Linked DNA regions of Gossypium hirsutum: regions 1 and 2 are each linked to region 3. A link is a contact called in public Hi-C data. All regions are on one chromosome and are shown on one strand. Each heading gives the region's core, a stretch centred on a gene start, on an enhancer-like site or on the middle of the called end of the contact. The rest is flanking DNA. Distances are from core to core; before and after follow the strand shown. Region 1 holds the start of LOC107948341 (protein MODIFIER OF SNC1 11). Region 2 holds the start of LOC107948346 (E3 ubiquitin-protein ligase SGR9, amyloplastic). Region 3 has its middle 18 kb from the start of LOC107948338.

Region 1 (2,944 bases), core at 266-2,765, 290 kb before region 3:
CCCTTGTGATTTACCTGTGCTAAAGAAGTTGACAGGGGATCAGAAAACCTGGAAAGACCAGAGGAAAAAAAATCAAATTCCAACCTCAACATGCATAAACCTTTGTCAATAGTGATTTCTATAGGCATTTATAGATCTCTAACAATGTAAGAAGCAGTTCTTTAGCATTGGAATGTACCTGATTGCCCTTGCTTTTCTTTTTTCTCCTTCAATGGTGTCAGGTTTGGAATATGGTGCAAATTGGGCAAGACGAGCTTTCCTTTTCTCTTCCTCATCAACAGTTGTAGAGGGTACAGCAAGCCCAAACCTGAGAACCCACAAAAAGAATTAATAAATAGATTAAATGCAACTCCGAGTAATATCATCATTGGGTAAAGGTGGTATGGACAAAAAACCTCTCAGCTCTAGCCTTCCTCTTCACCTCCTCTGATTGCTTCGATGCTTCTGATCCATTTGGCCTGGGTGCAGTGCCAAACCTGAGACATGTTTGGTTCACAAATCAACAAACACAAAGAAAACTCAAGGAATGGGGTTCAACATCCACAACTACTGTTACTAAACCTTTACCATAAAAAATTAAATGAAAACCCAACAGAACATTATAATGAGCCAAAAACACAGGCATGCTTATCAAGGCAACTAGGTAAGATTACAAAGGGGTTAGACTAATTTCTAGAGAACAAACGGATAGATTGATCAAAGAAAGAGAATAAATTAGAAAATTATGCACTGCTAAGAGATTCCAAACAATCAAAACAATAAACAAACTCAAGAGTGTTAATCTATACTTCTCAGCGCACAATGAATCGACAATCGCGTTTAAACAATAACATCAGAATAGTTCTTTTTTAGAAATAAATCGAAAAAGAAAATTTTCCCTTCAGAGATGTTCGTCAACTAGGTACAAACCAAAAGGAAAAACATAAATAATACCTAAAACAAAAAAAAGGGGGAAAATTGAAGAATTCACCTCTCGGCCCTAGAATTACGCTTCTCTTGCTCGGACAACTGTACAGGTACGCCGAACCGCTCAGCTCGGCGAATCTTCTTCTGGATATCGTTAACGGGACCGCTTTCATCCCCGACGACCGAGCCCACAGTAGTCCCGGTGGTCTTCGAACCCCCATTCTCCTTCAGAGATCCTTCAGCATTAGGAGGATCAGACTTATCCGAGGAGGATGACACGATCTTCTTAGGGTTTGGTTCTGCAGATGAAATGGCGGCGAGAGTGACGGATGCAGGAGTCGTGGGGGTGGGGGTGGAGGTTGCGACGGCGACGGGTTTCTGGGTGGTGGCTGCCATCGGATTAGTTGGTTGGTTGGCTGGTTGGTAGGTAAGTAGGGTTACGTGAAAGAATATAGAAGGGGCGAGGAAGAGGCTCGCCGTATCTTTTTCTTTGCGATAAATGGGAAAGCGTTGCGATATTTTCCCTTATGAGAGCTGCCGGCCTTGCTAAATCCGGTTTGTACAGATTGAGATTTTTTTTTTTTTGGTTGATTAGTTGGATCAATTTTAAATTTAGTACAAATATTGTTTTTAAATATATAAATATAATAACCTAATTGATAATATCATTTTAAATAATAAAATGATATCTTGAATATTTAGTAGGGTTTGAATATTTTTGATACATGCATATAAATATTAAGTATAAAATAAATGAGTGCAAGTGTTTTATTTGAATAGAAAGCATATTTAAAATTTTTGTTAAATATTTATTTGGTATAAGTTCAAATTATGTTATTTCATCGTTAACTTTAATATTGTAATAAAAAAAGTTTATGTAAAATTTATATTTGCTTAAAATATGAGTTGTGCTTAAACTCTAATATTTAAAATTTAGAGTCTAAGTTGATTAGTTTTTCAATTTTAAAATCTATTATTATATATATCTTATGAAATTTAAATATATAACAACATAATTAAGGCTTAATTCACGATTTGACCCCTAAAGTATATCTATTTTTTATTTTAATATTTAATTTTTTTGTCCCAATTTAGTATCTAAAGTATTAGTTTGCTCTATTTTTTGGTCCAATTGTAATGACAGTTAAAAAATCCATTAAACAACCTTGGCCAATAGGAAAGTGCTATGTGACAATTAAATTTATTTAAAATAAAAACAATTAATTTAAAAGAAAAATTAAAAATATAATATTAAATATTTAAATGCTAAAAAACATTTTTAACTTTGATCGATTGTTGATGGGCTATTGACCAACATTTACTGGCCATATGACGCTATTAGAACACATCATGTGTCCTTTTTTTTTTAAATCTTTTAAAATATTATATGTTATATTGATTATAAATGTAAAAAAACATATATAACATATATAATTTTTTAAAAAAGTTTAAAATATTTTTTATAAAATTCTAAAATATATTTTTTTATAAATTTAAATTAATTTTTATATATTATTTTGAAATTTTTAAAAATTTTTAATTATATATTTTAAAATTTTATAAAAAAATTATTTTAAACTTTTAACAAAGTTATATATATTATATATATTTTTTAGATTTATAATCAATATAATATATATAACATTAAAAAATAAAAAAGAACAAGTGTGTTTTAATGGTGTCACTCGCCCAGTCAACATCGACCATAGATCTATCAAAATAAATAGTCTTTTTTAATATTTAAATATTTAATATTATAAATTTATATTTTTAATTTAAATTTAATATTTTTATTTTAAATAAATCTAATTATCATGTGGTATTTTTTTTATTGGTCAAAATATACAACATGGTACTTTCCCGTTGGCCAAAATTGCTAAATAGATTTTTTAACAGCCATTACAAAATAGACTAAAAGTAGAGGAAATTAATACTTTAGTACTAAATTGAGATAAAAAAAATTTAAGTACTAAAGTAAGAAAACAGGTATACTTTAGAGTTCAAATAGTGAATTAAGCCTATAATTAAATACCAAAAA
Region 2 (3,191 bases), core at 385-2,884, 330 kb before region 3:
ATGTTTTCATCCATATCACCTTCTTTATGGGTGAGAAGAGGCCAAGAAATAATTTCTGGAAACGCTCAAGTGTGGACACAGGAGCCTATCGAGTGATGTTACTTTGGGAGTGGAAGGTCATAGTTGAAAGCTGGAGAAAGATGGTACATGGTTTGTAATAAACTAAATGGGATATTGCTGTATGTTGGTTTTGAAACCGTATGGGAAATACAAGTGTGTGGGTTTTAGACCCACCGCTGTAAGACTTTCAAACATGCCTGCTTACGTTAACGCAACTCTAGGTGATTTTTTATGCCATCACTTAACCACTAATAAAGCTTGAATGATCCCTTGATGATGGTTATGTGTGGCAATGAGTAGTATGTTGAGGACATTGGATCCTATTTTATGCTCATTTCTCTTTTAATTCCCAGCAGAATTTTGGTACACTAAATCTCGGCTAAAGTGAAGAGGCACTCCCCAATTAAAATCTTTTAAATTTGCTTTACACTTGCAAATTTTAACTTTTGCTACTTTAAGACAATCACAGTCCTTTAATTATCACAATCTTGCTAGAGGAAAACCCTCAACTTGCAGTTGAAGCATTCTATCATATTATACAAAATTTTGTTGACAATTAGTATTATATTGTATCATCTTTCCTTTGGTCCCTCCAGGGAATCTCAAGACTATTTTAAGAGTTTTTAGTAAGCAAATGGTAACATTGCTCCAATTTTCATCTAAGTGAATTTCTATGACATTTTCCCCCGAGGCATTGAAGAATGAGAAAATGGAGTCATTTCCCACGTAAGAACTGGATTAATTTCTTTGTTTGCAAGCTAAGATCAAGGTCGTAAAATTTAGTCCGATTGAACAGAAAATCAATAGATTTAGCGATTCAATCATATAAGAACCGACTAAAATAAAAACATTTTTTTTTTGCTAATTTTAGATTTTTTTAAAAAAGTATATTTCTTTTTATGAGTTTTTTTTTTGAGATGATTATATTAATTGATTCAATACCAAGAATCAAAGATCCAACCAATTTAACCATTAATTTGAGTTTTTCAATTATAATTGAAAAAAACCAACATTTAATAAAGTTGATTCATATAGTATACAGTTTGTTTCCTCTTATTCCAAAATTATGACCACTTTCATATAAAAAAGACGTTGGCTTGCAATAGACAATAGGATGGAGTTGAATGATATGGGATGGGTCAAGATTTTCTTTTTTTTCTTTTCTCATCAAAGTTGTAAGAGATAATGAAAAGAAATGGGGATGTCGATGATGTTTTAACAAGACATTAACTTTAGGACAAAAAACCCTACATTCTTAGCTATTCAAGCATCCCCTTTGGTACCAAACACACACATGCTTACCCAAACCAATTAATGTTCAATCAAATCTCCATCTATAGATCCCATTTTGTCCAATTTTCTTTGTAATTGGTATATTAATTATTGAGTCTCCTTCATTTTTTTTCTTCTCCTTAACATTCCTATCATTAAATTTCTCATAAATGTAATAAAATGAATTTGAGGATATGAAATCTTAAAATCTAGAAATTAGAGCAAGAATAGAGTTGAAATTGACTCTGATGCCTATATGGACTGACAACACATATTCAATTATTTGTGATAAATTTAGATGAATTAATATCATTATTATAATAATTAAAAAGATGTAACTACGTTTAAGGGTGTATTATTCACTGATTAATTTAGAAGTACAAATTATATAAATAATAATAATTAATAATAAATTATTATAAATTTTTTGGATTTAATAAAACTTCTTTTAATATAAAATTATTTATCCTATAAAAAAGGAAGTAATGGGCCAAAACTTTGACATAAAAGCCGCAGTAATCAAAACTCCCACGCATTTCTAAAGAGAAAGTTTCCAAAACACACGATCCCATATGATGATGGAAGAAGAGACGACAATTATGGCGGCAATCTCCACCCTCCGTCCTTCTCAGCTTTCAGATCTCAGCTACTCCATCTTCTCCCTCTCTTTCCACCACCGCCGCCGTCTTTGCCACCTCCTCTCCTCCCCTTGTCTCTTCTTTCTTACCCTCCACCGCCTCCACACTCTCTCACTCCCCCAAAAGACCCTTCTCATTGCCCGCCACCTCCTCTTTTCCCTCCACCACCTCACGCGTCACTTCCAGCCTCCACCACTGCGGCTGCCAAACCCTTCCACAGCTATAAACCAGCGCGACCTTGACGCCGTGCTCCTCCTACTGTTCCTGTGTGAAGCATACCATGATAACCCCCAAGCGCTCGAGAGACCTCACGATGAATGGCGCCTAGTGTTAACTAGTATATGCTCTAACACCACGTTAAAGATCACCGGCATCACCGGCATCTTCGACGGTGCTGCTTTGATCCCGTACATCGAAATGGTGACGAGGTGCAAAAGGCTTGTGGGGATAATGGGTTGTGATGGGAAGGAAGGGAAGGAGGTGGCGGCGTCACCGGCGGCGGTGGTGGCGTTGCCGGCGGTGGAGGTGAGAGGGGGTGGGATTGAGTGCGTGATATGCAAAGAGGAGATGAGAGAAGGGAGAGACGTGTGTAAGTTCCCCTGCCAGCATTTGTTCCATTGGATGTGCATATTGCCATGGGTGAAGAAGAGGAACACTTGCCCGTGCTGCAGGTTTCAGCTTCCCAGTGATGATATATTCGGAGAGATCCAACGGCTGTGGGGAATCCTGGTCAAGGCGAGTGGCAAAAGTGTTGATGATGAATGGACATGATTGTATATGAGTGGTAACATAGGGGATATTTGGACTTTGGAGTAATGGGGAATGGGGAGGTTTTTCATAGTGAAAGGCTGAGATGAATTGGGTGATGAAGATCACTTGTTTTAATGACAAGGACGCATGTGGTTGGGTTTATACTATCATACCCTCTTACTGATTTAATTCTGTATCTATCAATTAACAACTTTTGTTGTTCATTGATTGTACGGTTAGAAAGCATTCTGAACCTTGCTTTAACCTCCGAATATCAGGTCGCCAACTTAGAATTTTATTTTATTTTTGTCGGAATTAAATTATATATTGTTATCATATAAAAAATATAATTTTATTATTTTAATAGATTTTATTTTTATTATTTTTAAAGATAAAAAAAATATAATTTTATTATTATTAATTTAAAATTTTATAAATTATAAAAAGCTTCAATAAAAAATTTTCTATTTT
Region 3 (3,364 bases), core at 502-3,001:
AATACTTATATATTATAATATTATTTAAGTTCGATTAAATGATTGATTTCGAACCAAATTAACCGTTAACTGAACTTCCAAAAAACTATTAACTAACTCCAACTGAATTAATTCAGTTAACCAACCAATAACCAAATTCGATCGGTTAACCAAATTAATTTGATTTTACCAGAAAATTTACACACCCCTACTTTCTTCTCTTTTTTTTTCTACTTACTTGGAACATATCAAAACCTGTGATGTGATGGAGAATGGAAGGTACTGTTGGAGGGTCCAAAAGGGAAATGGAAAGTGGTTCAACAAGCAACAAAATGAAAGGCATGTAGGTTCGAGGATGGTTCCTGTTTTGGTCAGTTCAAAAATAGCTCCGCTCCTTGGATGGCTAGATATGCCTATGGCTTGATCTTCTTAGCTTACAATTTGCTGGCTTGGGCGGTTCGAGATTACCGCCCCAATGCGTTCCCGGAAATGGAAAGACAATTCAATTATTGCTTTGTCTCAACATTGAATTGCCAAAATGATGGGTACTTACATAACATGTTCACAATGTAGTCGCCGGATTGAAGAACTGTGAAGGCGACCGGGGGTGTTTAGACGCCGAAGGCATCCTTCAAGTAAGCTTAGGATGTTTTGTATCCTTATATCATATTTACTGGTACTCAATTCTTGTACTTCAAGTCTTTACCATATTTATGAATCTTAAGTTCAATGTTGTTAATAGACATCGATGCTATTAACGTGTTATCCGGTTGCTCGTTTTAATAGATTGGACAGTGGTGTCCTTGTTATCCTACTCTTCAACAAGCTGTCGATTGGTTTCGATGAAGTTGCGCCATTTCCTGCCAGCAATGCTTCATGGACAAAAAAATTGCAATAACTAGAATTTTTAACAAGAAAACATATTGATTAAAAAAAAGGACCGAAGCAGACGTTAACCTCTTTCATAAACTCCAACAAAGAGAGGGGATATGAGTATTGAAATTAACCGTTTGCCCTAAGAGAAGCATAATTAAACAATGACATGTATAGTATATGTACGGGGACAATCTATCTTGGACTGCTTAAACTATCACAGTCAAAAGCTGGTTAGGCGCCCCAGTTTGATTTATGCAGCTGTGATAACTTACTGCCTGGCTATACTAGAGCCAGCCAGCTCGGCCAGCTGCAAGCCTACGTCAAATTATCCTACATACACATCGATAAATTAACTAACCATAAACCTCAACATTTTTGCCATCACTTATCCTCACTGAGTCAAAGTCAAAGCCGCCCAACCCCCCCCCCCCACCGTACCCATCATCTTCCCCATCTCCACCGCAATTTCACTACCCAGAACCTACACCATCTCATAACTACCGAGGCCCCCAACCGCCCACCATCAAGATCACTCTCCGCCCCTCTCTAAACCATAGCCACCTCCTTCACCAACACTGCTCAATCATCATTTCACAACCATTACAGCAGAAAAAATCAGCAGAAAAGAAAAAGAGGAAGAGAGAACATATTTGAGAGGTTATATCTTAGGAAAGGGAAGCTTCCCCTGATATCCCGTGTCGATCTGACGGCGGAGGCGGTAGATCGGGGCAAGAGAAAGTCGAAGTCGATTTGATGTTTTAATGGCTTTCAAGTGGGTTCTGAAAAGATATGGCGCGGTGGATTAAAAGAAAGAGGAAAGGCAGATCGTTTGGTGGCTTTTCCGATTGGTGGCGGCGCAGGATTGCGGCGGCTAGGGTTGAGAAAGAGAGGAGAATAAGAAAAGAGGAATAGAGGAAAAGAGAAAAGAAAATAAAATAAAGGTAATGGCGCGGAAGAGGAAGAAATAAGGGAAAAAGTTAAAAGAAAAAAGCGTGGAAAATGGGAAAGAAAAATATAAAGGTATATTAAATTGGTGGGGCCACAAAGCATCGGACGGGAAAGGAAAAAAAAAGAAATGGAATTACTACATTAGCCCTTCAACTATTTTTGAGATAAATTGCAATTTTAGTCCTTGTAGTTTTGTGTTTTTCATCAAACCATAGCCTATCCTCACTCCTAGCTCACATTCTAAGACTTTATTTTAACTCTAATCTAAGTCCCTAGGCAAAGATAATTATGGGAGAACTTCACCACCCAGGCTTCAAGAGGACCCTTACAACATGAAGGATACGGAAGCGAATGAGCCTATAAATGGCCCTCTAGGAATGCCTCCACATCATACATAATGCACCACCCTGATGGCAAACAAAACATGAGAGGCAATAGAGTTACCAACGCCTCCTTGCTCAATGATACTAATCACGAAAAATCCAACATAAGGTAAGAAAATGAAAGGGGAGTATACGCCACGTTTAGTAATTATACTACACTCAATGCTTGGCACAAGCAAATATTGGACGAAGTATGGTGCAGTGATATTTTAGGACCTTTCCCACCAAGTATGAGATTGACCCCTTAAAAAAGGCAAATTGAGTATAAAAATGGAAGACAACTTGTACTTAAAGGATGCCATCGAGAAGGCCATTTGACAAGTACATCATGCGAGCAAAAATGGGTACAAAGTTGTTAGATGATCACTTTTAGATTGAAGAATTACGTATAACTTTCGATGCTTGATAGATAATATCGGTCTTTATCTGTTAATACACAATATCAACGAAGGTCAAGATGGAAAGGGAAATAGCGTTCTAGTTCGAAAAATAGAATTGACCCTCCAAATAGAGTGTTTGAGATTATTTGTATTCTGGGTCTGACCATCGAATCGATTCTCGAGTTAGATTCTGAATCTGGTTATCAAATATTTTATTATAATTATATAACATTACCATTGGATGGCTCAAATTCTTTAGATCAAATCCAACAATTGTGAATGACTATCACTGATATTTTAGATAATAGGTCGTCATAAATGTCATTTATACTTGTACCTAATATTTTGGTTCACCAGACCAGCTATTCAACACAATGGCTATTACACTTTTATTTTGCCTTTACCTGTTGTGGGGATTCAACACCCACCTCAAGAATAGATCCAAGGGCAGATTTAGGGGGCTGGCAGGTAATGGTAAAATTTTTTTAAAAAATTTAAATTAAGAAAAAATTATACTTTAGCTCCCTAAAATTATAAAAATTTGATTTAATCCCTTAAAAATTATAAAAATATAGACTATAAAAAATTAAAATTTCATTCGGCCCCCTTAAAAATTTGTTCTAGCTTCGCCCCTGAATAGATCATTGCTTACTTCATTGATTTTTTTTGTTTTTTTACTTTTTAACCCTTAAATATTTTAAACAAATCTCACTATTTTTTGACTCCCCCATGCCATGTATGAAGCAATACAACAAAAACCTAACCAAAAAAAAAAGAAAGAAGAAAATAGGATAAAGA

Evidence for each region. A called contact is a pair of places that touch in the nucleus more often than the background predicts.
Region 1: a contact with region 3 is called in a Hi-C map of leaf, with 2.6 times the contacts expected there. The contact joins the promoter of LOC107948341 here to the enhancer-like site in region 3. A contact is called at or near these places in 14 of 34 Hi-C or Micro-C datasets (anther, callus, hypocotyl and 1 more).
Region 2: a Hi-C map of leaf shows a contact between it and region 3, with 3 times the contacts expected there. The contact joins the promoter of LOC107948346 here to the enhancer-like site in region 3. A contact is called at or near these places in 2 of 34 Hi-C or Micro-C datasets (both in leaf).

What each region holds. Positions count from the first base shown.
Region 1 is chrA04:69,695,548-69,698,491 of Gossypium_hirsutum_v2.1, reverse strand. LOC107948341 (protein MODIFIER OF SNC1 11) reads right to left here and starts at 1,515. Exons shown (of 6, transcript XM_016882848.2): 1 at 971-1,515; 2 at 396-476; 3 at 179-307; 4 at 15-48. The coding sequence starts at 1,302.
Region 2 is chrA04:69,732,010-69,735,200 of Gossypium_hirsutum_v2.1, reverse strand. LOC107948346 (E3 ubiquitin-protein ligase SGR9, amyloplastic) reads left to right here and starts at 1,634. Exons shown (of 1, transcript XM_016882855.2): 1 at 1,634-3,102. The coding sequence starts at 1,905. The coding sequence ends at 2,741.
Region 3 is chrA04:69,404,713-69,408,076 of Gossypium_hirsutum_v2.1, reverse strand. No RefSeq gene overlaps it. Among protein-coding and RNA genes, the nearest start is that of LOC107948338, 18 kb to the right of the region's middle. Within about 2 kb of position 1,751, at least 9 of the 9 cell types and tissues checked have an H3K27ac peak or open chromatin away from gene starts, as enhancers often do. A contact at or near this core is called in hypocotyl and leaf, where this site is marked.